3 separate regions of the Mus musculus genome follow, and regions 1 and 2 are each linked to region 3. Evidence: chromatin contacts called from public HiChIP or PLAC-seq and capture Hi-C data. All regions are on one chromosome and are shown on one strand. The core of a region is the stretch at or near the end of the contact, and the rest is flanking DNA. Distances in the headings are between cores, read along the strand shown.

The links. HiChIP or PLAC-seq counts read pairs in DNA pulled down with a chosen protein or histone mark. Capture Hi-C pulls out chosen DNA fragments and counts their contacts.
Region 1: a contact with region 3 is called in an H3K27ac HiChIP or PLAC-seq map of embryonic stem cells, with 14 times the contacts expected there. The contact joins two enhancer-like sites. A contact is called at or near these places in 2 of 39 promoter capture datasets (both in embryonic stem cells), 8 of 15 datasets of contacts at CTCF or cohesin (the NIH/3T3 cell line, embryonic stem cells, hippocampal excitatory neurons and 3 more), 262 of 484 Hi-C or Micro-C datasets (the 4T1 cell line, the 63-12 cell line, 8-cell embryo and 130 more), 24 of 115 datasets of contacts at active chromatin or transcription factors (the HPC-7 cell line, PVALB interneurons, T-cell acute lymphoblastic leukemia and 12 more) and 2 of 9 other capture datasets (embryonic stem cells and liver).
Region 2: a capture Hi-C map of embryonic stem cells shows a contact between it and region 3, with 4 times the contacts expected there. The contact joins two enhancer-like sites. A contact is called at or near these places in 1 of 39 promoter capture datasets (cranial neural crest), 2 of 484 Hi-C or Micro-C datasets (bone marrow-derived macrophages and granulocytes), 8 of 115 datasets of contacts at active chromatin or transcription factors (the 230-238 cell line, VIP interneurons, acute myeloid leukemia and 3 more) and 2 of 9 other capture datasets (embryonic stem cells and macrophages).

Annotation. Positions count from the first base shown.
Region 1 is chr16:22,563,349-22,566,048 of GRCm38.p6, forward strand. Dgkg (diacylglycerol kinase, gamma) reads right to left here. Exons shown (of 25, transcript NM_138650.2): 16 at 1,939-2,013. Among named protein-coding and RNA genes, the nearest start is that of Gm41433, 20 kb to the right of the region's middle. Within about 2 kb of position 1,438, at least 21 of the 459 cell types and tissues checked have an H3K27ac peak or open chromatin away from gene starts, as enhancers often do. A contact at or near this core is called in embryonic stem cells, where this site is marked.
Region 2 is chr16:22,516,785-22,519,484 of GRCm38.p6, forward strand. The region is part of intron 21 of Dgkg (diacylglycerol kinase, gamma); the gene reads right to left. 9230117E06Rik (RIKEN cDNA 9230117E06 gene) reads left to right here. Exons shown (of 2, transcript NR_130988.1): 2 at 461-901. Among named protein-coding and RNA genes, the nearest start is that of 9230117E06Rik, 6.7 kb to the left of the region's middle. Within about 2 kb of position 1,292, at least 165 of the 459 cell types and tissues checked have an H3K27ac peak or open chromatin away from gene starts, as enhancers often do. A contact at or near this core is called in embryonic stem cells, where this site is marked.
Region 3 is chr16:22,311,461-22,314,160 of GRCm38.p6, forward strand. No RefSeq gene overlaps it. Among named protein-coding and RNA genes, the nearest start is that of Tra2b, 47 kb to the left of the region's middle. Within about 2 kb of position 1,426, at least 8 of the 459 cell types and tissues checked have an H3K27ac peak or open chromatin away from gene starts, as enhancers often do. A contact at or near this core is called in embryonic stem cells, where this site is marked.

The DNA.
Region 1 (2,700 bases), core at 188-2,687, 250 kb after region 3:
TGAGGAATTCTCAGTTTTCACATTTTGGCAACAACACAAAGCATCCCTAATATTTGGACTCCTCTCAGACTCTCCTGACTGCTGTCTCTAATACTACACCTCCTTAAGAGAGGTTCACTTAATTATCTGGGTCTTTATTTTCTCCTCTGAGGGCCCCCTGCCATGGGGAGCGAGACCCCATTTTCCCTGGGAGCATGAAGCCGGAAGAGCAGGACCTGGGGTCCACTGACCTTCTGGTGAGTCTGTGGGTATAATTCAGAGGTTTGTGAACTTGGAAGAGAAAATATAATGTTAATATCTTCTCTGATCTCTAACTGACACTTAGCATTTCTTTCAATTATGAATGTAGACAGCAGACCACAGAGGCTTCAATAGCACCTGCAACTTTGTCACAGTGAATATAACAGCTGTTTCAACACTTCAGTTAGGCTGTACTGTAGGTTCCATGCTATCATTTCTGGAGCTTGTGGCTTTCAGTTTACAGTCATTATTGAACCTGACTATGGGTATTGTTGTTTAGTGTGTTGAGAGAAGACATTCTCTTATGTACCACAAATTTGTCTTTTTAGTTTTGGGTAACCACTTCTCAACATAATTAGCTTCACTGGAAATCACATATTATTTCATATTATGCTTTAGAAAAAAATTATTTTAGATGGAGTTCATACTCTACCAGATTGTGACTGGAGTCCCTGGCAGAAAAAGTCAAGAACCCTTGCTTTGGGGGAAAATGTGACCGATGGACACCTTGAGGTGCCGTTATGTCTCTCTTCCCAGACAGATGGTCTGAGGAGTCCCAGGGGCGCTCTGAGCACGGATGCCTATGTTGGCAAGTCACTATTCTCTCTCCCTTCTCTTGCAGAACCCTACTCCAGGCAGTACATTCTGAGTAGAGGCTCCCGTCAGCTGGACGGCCTGTCTGCGTACAGATAAACAGGCACATTGAAGGTGCTCTGGGCTCAGCAGCCCTGGAAGTAGGCCCTGAGCTTGTCACCCACAGGAAAACCAATCAAAGGCCGAGAAGGCTGTGCTCCTAAAATACCCTAGGAGAGAGCAGGGCCGAAAAGGCACTTGATGTTTTGGTACATGGCGGTGCTATCCGGCAGTAACTGGCAGTAACCAGCAGTAACCGGTTGACACGTGGCTATGTGGCAACTGGGAGAGTCTGGACCGACTTCTGAGTAAATTTTACAGATTGGTGAATGTGCACCTGTGTGTCGTTCTCCTTTTAACTGGGTCTCGTGCTTCCATTTCTATAAATAATCTCCGTGCCAGACAACGGAAAGACAGGGACAGGTTCCATTTTTAGACACCTTACTCCAGCCCCCTTGGAGGAATCTCAATGACTCTAGAGTAGAAATGCAGGTCAGGAGGTGTAAAAGCTCAGATCAGACGTGGAAGTTGGTGCTGGCAGAGCTGCCAGCAGGTGGCACTAGGGCACCACCTATGACTGGCTAAATGGCATCAAGGCCAGCTCCACCCACCAGACCTTCAGATGAGCCATCTATGTCCTGCCCCCTCCCCTCTAACAGCTCTTTCTGTCTGGCTAGGGGTCAGGGAGGTGGGAGAAGGGTTAGGAGATCTGTAATCTCTGCAAAGCTGGGTAATTCAGGGAAAGAATGTTTCAATGACAGAAATGCTCCCATAGCAAAAGACATGACAGACTTGGAGTGACATCATTACACACTACGACGATATCAGCCAAGAGCCTTGCAAGTAAGTCCAAGGAAGTCAGCAGTGTGACCTCCCTGTCCGTCCAATGACTGGGTCATAGTTTCCCTCTGACATCAACACCTCCTTCAGAGACAAGGTAGACAGGGCAACTTCCTAAATAAGAACCAGGGCCAAGGTGAGGGGTAGGCAGAAAAAGCCAGGAGACAAAGAAAGGTGTTTTCTTCAGAGACCAAAGCAGGGCAGAGTGAAGACGACTGTCCATACCCTGGTGTAGGTCCCCCATTGTCCAGGTTGAAAACTTGTTCGGGGTTGAGCAGGTAGTGAAATTTCCGAAGAATTCTACAGGGGAAAAAACACAATAGAGGCGAGAAATGGTAAGGTAGTAGTCACATGGGGGCAAATACCTTTGGACCCATCTGTGGTGAAATCTGCCAGTTGTTTAAACCTAAGACAGGGAGTGATGGGTGCAGACCCGCTATCCCAGTACACCTAGCATCCCCATATCCTTCCCTCTGGCCAAAAGCTGCCCCTCCATCTGACTCCAGCCCCACCCTATGGACTGCTTATTGCTATGGGAGAGAATAGGACTGCTGTCCTACATAGTTTCCTTCCTGTTAGAGACCTCTGGGTATTCTGCATGGTTTAAGTAGGGTGATTTCATCTATTGTTGACTGTCCAGAGGTGCTGAAGGCCCCCAAGGAGTGGGCCCAGCATCCTCATAAGAGTACATGCAGGAGGAGGTGGGGCTGGAGGCAATGGCTATGTCTGGGTTTGGTTTCTAGGCTCTACCTTGAGACTAGCTCAGGCTAGAGGTGGGGTCCTCATAGTACTTGGCCCTACCTAATTTTATTTTTTCTAAGCCTGAAATCCTGCTCTCTGTACCATCTGCTCATTTCCCAGACTGAGCAGGCCTGGGAGGCAGAGTGCTTCTGTCTGCCCCCCATGTCTTCCCACCCCGCTGAGCTTACTCCAGTTTCGCCCAAACCTGCGTTTCCTTCACTGATACGGTGGGGTTGGGGCTAGGCC
Region 2 (2,700 bases), core at 42-2,541, 210 kb after region 3:
CAAATACATACACACCTACACACACATACACATACATCATATATGCATACACAAAAAGATGCTGTATACAAGACATGCACACAAATGTGTACACACATTCATGCATACAACTTACACAAATATATACACTCGCATGCACACACATACATACACACACAAATACTGACTTATACACACATGTACACAAATACATAAATACACCCACACTCACACCAGGAAGGAGGAAGACACCAAGGCTGGAAGAGTTGCTGAGTTTTAGCACCTGATGGATAAATGTATTTACTAGTTTCTAACACCTGGAGTCTTCTCTTCCCAGTTCCTGGACGCATCTGAGCCTTACTTTAAACATGTACTAGTACTGTCTCCCTGGGTTATCAGATAAGACACTGAGATGTTAAGGCAGGCAGTTGAAGTACTGACTTATCTTGTCCCTTCATCTCTTCCCTCTTTTCTCTTTCAGTCTCCCAGTCTCCCAGTCTCCGCTTGTGTTTCCAGGCAGTGGGGATGGTTTCCTGCTGTTACAGCTTGGGATGTAGTGAAGAGCAGCATCAGGATCTGAATGGAGTCCTCCTGAGTTGGCTGACCAGGAGCTGGTGAATCCTTTGCAGGCTGTGGTGTGGAGTGACCACATCTGGAAGCTTCTCTCTCATGTACCTCCAGAGGCTCGCTCCTCAGATCTGTCACTCACCTACCTACCTTCATCTGGCCCTCCCCTGCTGTCCTTCAGAGTCTTCTTTTGATCACACCACCTGGGACTACCCACCACTGTCCTCTGGGTGTAGAAATGGTGCCTGTCTTAATCCACTGTCAACCAACCCACCGTCACATGTCATCCTAGCCCCAAGGCCCAAACGCTTACTCTCATGAATAAACAGTGAAAAGAGTGATTATTAAGAGATAAGGAAAACAGGAAGTGCTTGTTAAAGCTCGAAGCATGCACAGCATGACAGCCCACCCCTCCCGCGGCACCGCTGCCATTTGCCACCAACTCCCTGTGTGGTTGAGGAAGTGTGGCTGTGTCCTCGACCCCAAGGGGACTGTTGAGCATGGCCAGCCTGGAGCCAGTGGGGCGGGCCAAAGAGGCAGGGGAGAGGAGCTGCTGTATTCTGGGCACCGTGTCAAGGCCAGCTGCAGGGAGAACAAGAACTCGCTGTGGGCCTGCAGCTGGCCGCGGTTAGGCAGGGCAGTTCCTCACTTTCGGGGATATTTAAAAGACCCCCAGCCGAGGACAGTGCCAAGAGGGGGAGAGCACACAGATCTGTTTACCACACTCAGCTGGGAGCTCAGCCCCAGCTCCCAGGCAGCGAGCGCATTTATGTGTAAATTAGGAGATCTGGCAGCTCAGCTTCTCCCAGGTGTAGGTGGTGGCCGAGGCCCTTCATCACCTGGAGACACAGGCTCTTGGCCTTTGGACCTCTGTCCTGTGGCCAAGGTGGTACAAAGGTGCCTCCCACCGTGGTGTCAGTAACCCAGCAACCAGAAGGAGAGGCCTGCAGATGAGTCAAGTCGAGCCTTATGGAACCTCTGGCTTTGGGTTTTGTTTATGAACACTCCCTGTGAGCAGGCCTTCCTCTGCCACAGGCTTAATGCTCCTATCAGAGGAGTGGCCCAGCCTCATTTGAGGATCATGGCTCTCACAGAAGGTTCTACATCTGATTTTTAGGGGTGCGAATTGGGGTGGGGGTGGGGGCAGATGATAGGAGATTTTCTCACATGCCTGAATATGTTTTTCTAAAGGGTAAAGGCCCAAATTCCACGAGAAGGTGGGGTCATTAGCAAAGCATCCATGGACTGAAGCCCAGTAAGTAAAGACACGGGTGTGCCGAGAACCTAGGTCTCTAACAGGCGAGAGACAGGCTCCAAGCAGTCAGTGAGACAACTTGAGGAGCACAACCCTGCAGAAGTGGAGCAGGAAGCAGGCAAGGGGCACGCTAACAGGCAAACGGTCTGAGGCAGGCTGCTTGCTACAAGTGCTGGAAGTCTCAGGAAAACACAGCGCACCGTCGGCATGAGCTTCGTCATCGTGGGCCCAGCTCGAACTGACCATACGCGCAGCTCTTTGTTTTAAAAAGTAGTTTAAGGGGTGGAGAGATGGCTTAGTGGCTGAGGGCACCGACTGCTCTAGCAGTGGACCCAGATTCAATTCCCAGCACCCACCTGGTGGCTCACGACCATTTCTAACTCTAGGCCCAGGGAATCTCTAGCTCTCTTCTAATCTCCATGGGCACCAGCGTATTGTTTTAAAAGAAGAAAGAAAGGGGAGGGGGGGAAACCTGCTCAACATTTCAAGATGGTAGCAAAAGAGCTTTTCAGCTCCGAGGGAAATGTGTCACTGTATGGGCTACAGACCCATAGGACTGGGCGCAGACACTAGTTAGTCAGCTCCCTGAGGCAGCTGTTGGACCATGGAGAAAGAGCATCCTTCAGGAAGGATGTCCTGTCAACTCTCCACCCACAGGCACCTCCCCTCCCATGTTAGGTGGTAACCAACTATCTTTACCTCTGTCAGTGGAAACGCATGGTTGAGGGTCAGAATGACTATGGCTGTAAGGATCCCAGAACCCCACTTGCATAAGATACAAACAACAATTGAAGCCATCAGAGTGACGTTGTGTTGACATGGGAGGAGGAGGGCAGGATGCTCCACACAACATAGACTAGACTTTGGCTCATTTCTGAAAGACTCAAGAGGATGTGTCC
Region 3 (2,700 bases), core at 176-2,675:
AGCAGGGTGACAGATCCTGCTCTTTGGCAATAGGGAAGTGTGGGCCTGTGACTGTGGGGCTGCAGGGGCTGCGCAGCTGTAGCTCCTGTCTGTGTCATTACAAGGGTCAAGCGCTTGGCCCTGATGGGATGGAAGGAGTCACCCAACAGCTACACATCTGTTGTCTGCAGTTAGGTCAGCCTCTTCTTTTTCTTCATTAATGTGTGTGGCAAAGACTGGGGAGACGATGCCTGCTCTTCCTGGCACGCAGCTGGGCCTCATTTCCTAGTACATTCTGCAGTGAACTGCAGCTGTGTAGCCGACTTACAGATGCTCCAGTTACGATCAGAAGTGATGCAGGAGCCGGGCGAGGGCAGTGCACATCTTTAATCCCAGCACTTGGGAGGCAGAGGCAGGCGGGGGCTCTGAGTTCGAGGCCAGCCTGGTCTACAGAGTGAGTTCCAGGACACTCAGGGCTACATAGAGAAACCCTGTCTCAAAAAGCCAAAACTGAACCAAAACAAACAAACAAACAAAAAAAAACCCCAGAAGTGATGCAGGATGCTTCTAGGCTTGTGCACAGCTCTTAGCTCTGTTGCAATGCTACTTCATCCTCACCATGTACTGATGCTCACAGAAAACTACATTTAGGGAATGGTGGCCCCAGCTACAGAAACTTCATGTCGAAGAACAGCCCCAACTCAAGAGATAAATAAATTAAATAAATAAACAAGCATATCTCTTTAAGGGGCTAACATGACGGTCTATTAGTTAAGAATGTGTGCTGTTCTTCCCAAGGAACCCAGTTAATTCCCAGCACCTGCACTGAGCAGCTTAGTCTACCCGTGACTCCAGAGCCCAGAACTTCGGATGCTTTGGACCTCCTCGGGAGGCACTTGCACTAAGGTGTTTGTGCACACGCACACAATTGAAAATGGTAAACATTAAAATATAAAAAAATCCCACAGATTAGAAATACCTACTTTGAACTTTATTTGAACCAGAAATGAATTTCCATACAACTAAGGGCAATTCACGTTGTGCCTGTTTTACAAAGAGGAAAAAGGGATCAGAAAGGTCAAGTAATTTGCATAATGTCACAAGGTTGAAAGTAACTATCCTGAGTGAGCCTGACTGTTCAACTCTCTAGCCCAAATCCTGTCCATGGCAATCTACTGCTTCCAGTGTGAGGGACTAGTTCCTCAGTGCCTACGCTGTGCTTTCTCTTCCTATTTAAATCACCCCTCTGTAGATTGGGGGTCTAAGTTGCAAACCTAACAGAGGAAAGAATCCAAGGATCCCATTCTATAGCAAACGGCATAGGAGGAAACCTGAGAGCCGGATAGGGCTGGCAGAGCTGGCTCAAGCTGCAGGGCCTGGGTTCAAGCTCAGGAACCTGGAAGTTCTAAAGAGTTTTTGATTTCTAATGACACTCCTGCTGATCCTCTGTGTCCCTCCCATCTGGGCTCAGAGGTGACCTCTATGAGCTGCCCAGAGAGGCCCCAGTTACCTCTTTGTTCAACAATGGCCGAGATAACAAAAGGAAATCAGATGCAGGTGAAAGTTTATTTTTAACATTTCTGAGGCCAATGGGGGGATTTAACAGGAAAATCGGAGCTTTTCTGCTGTCTCTCTCCAAAAGTGGCTCTCATGCTTTTGGCTAGCCTGGACTCCAGTGTGCTTGGATCTTATCCAGGGGCTGATGGGGGACAGGGTAGACAGTGTAGTCTTTCTGGGCCTTCTTTTGGCAAGAAATAGACATTTGGGAGCTGGGAATGCAGCTCAGTTGTTAGAGTGCATGATTGCCCATGCTAGAGTGCATGCCCATGTTAGAGTGCATGATTGCCCAAGGTTATCCTTGGCTATACAATGATTTTGAGGCCAGCATCAGCTATGCTGGGGGGAGGGGAGGAGAGATTTCTTTGTTTGAAGTTGGAGTTCAGCTTGCCTTCCCTGGCTGTGATCAACAGCTCTGGAAGCCCAGCTGCTCAGGACATCTCATATACATACCATCCCTTTACCCTTCCATCAAACGGGACTGACACTTGAACAAATGTGTGGTAAAGGGGATGTTTGTTGGGCTCAAGGACATGTGGCTTTAGTTACAGTTGGGGAGGTTGAGGCAGGAGGCAGGAGGGCTGCAAGTTATGTGTAGTCTGCTTAAGAAAAAAACAACAAAAACCCACCACCCACCCAAACAAACAACAAAACACAAGGGAAAAGACTGTTCTGTGAAACCCTTAGCCCATCGTCTCAGCTCTATGGTTCTCTGACTAGCAGGCTCACCACCTTCCGGTTGGAGAAATTGGTAGTTCCTGACTTCCTGTCCTGGCTAATAGCACTTCCTCCACGTACCCAGCATTCCCCACTTTCCTCGATAGCAGCTCCTAAAATTCAACAAGGGTCAACTCAAGGCCGAATCTCTCACAGGGCACCTTGTTCTGTTTTCTGGTTGTTTTGGCTTCTCTTCCTTCTCCTGCTCCTCCTCCTCCTCTTCCTGTCCCTTTGAGATAGTGTCTCACTATGTAGCCATAGCTGACCTAAAATCTGCTCTGTGGACTCAGGTGGCCTTGAACTTGTAACTAACCTGCTTCCTCCTGTGCTGTGACCAAATTCTCAAGCCACCACACCCAGCCTGTTTTCTCACTGTAAACAAATTTTAATTCTTTGAAACTTTCATACAATTATTTGATTATATTCATACTCTACTCCTGCCCCCTA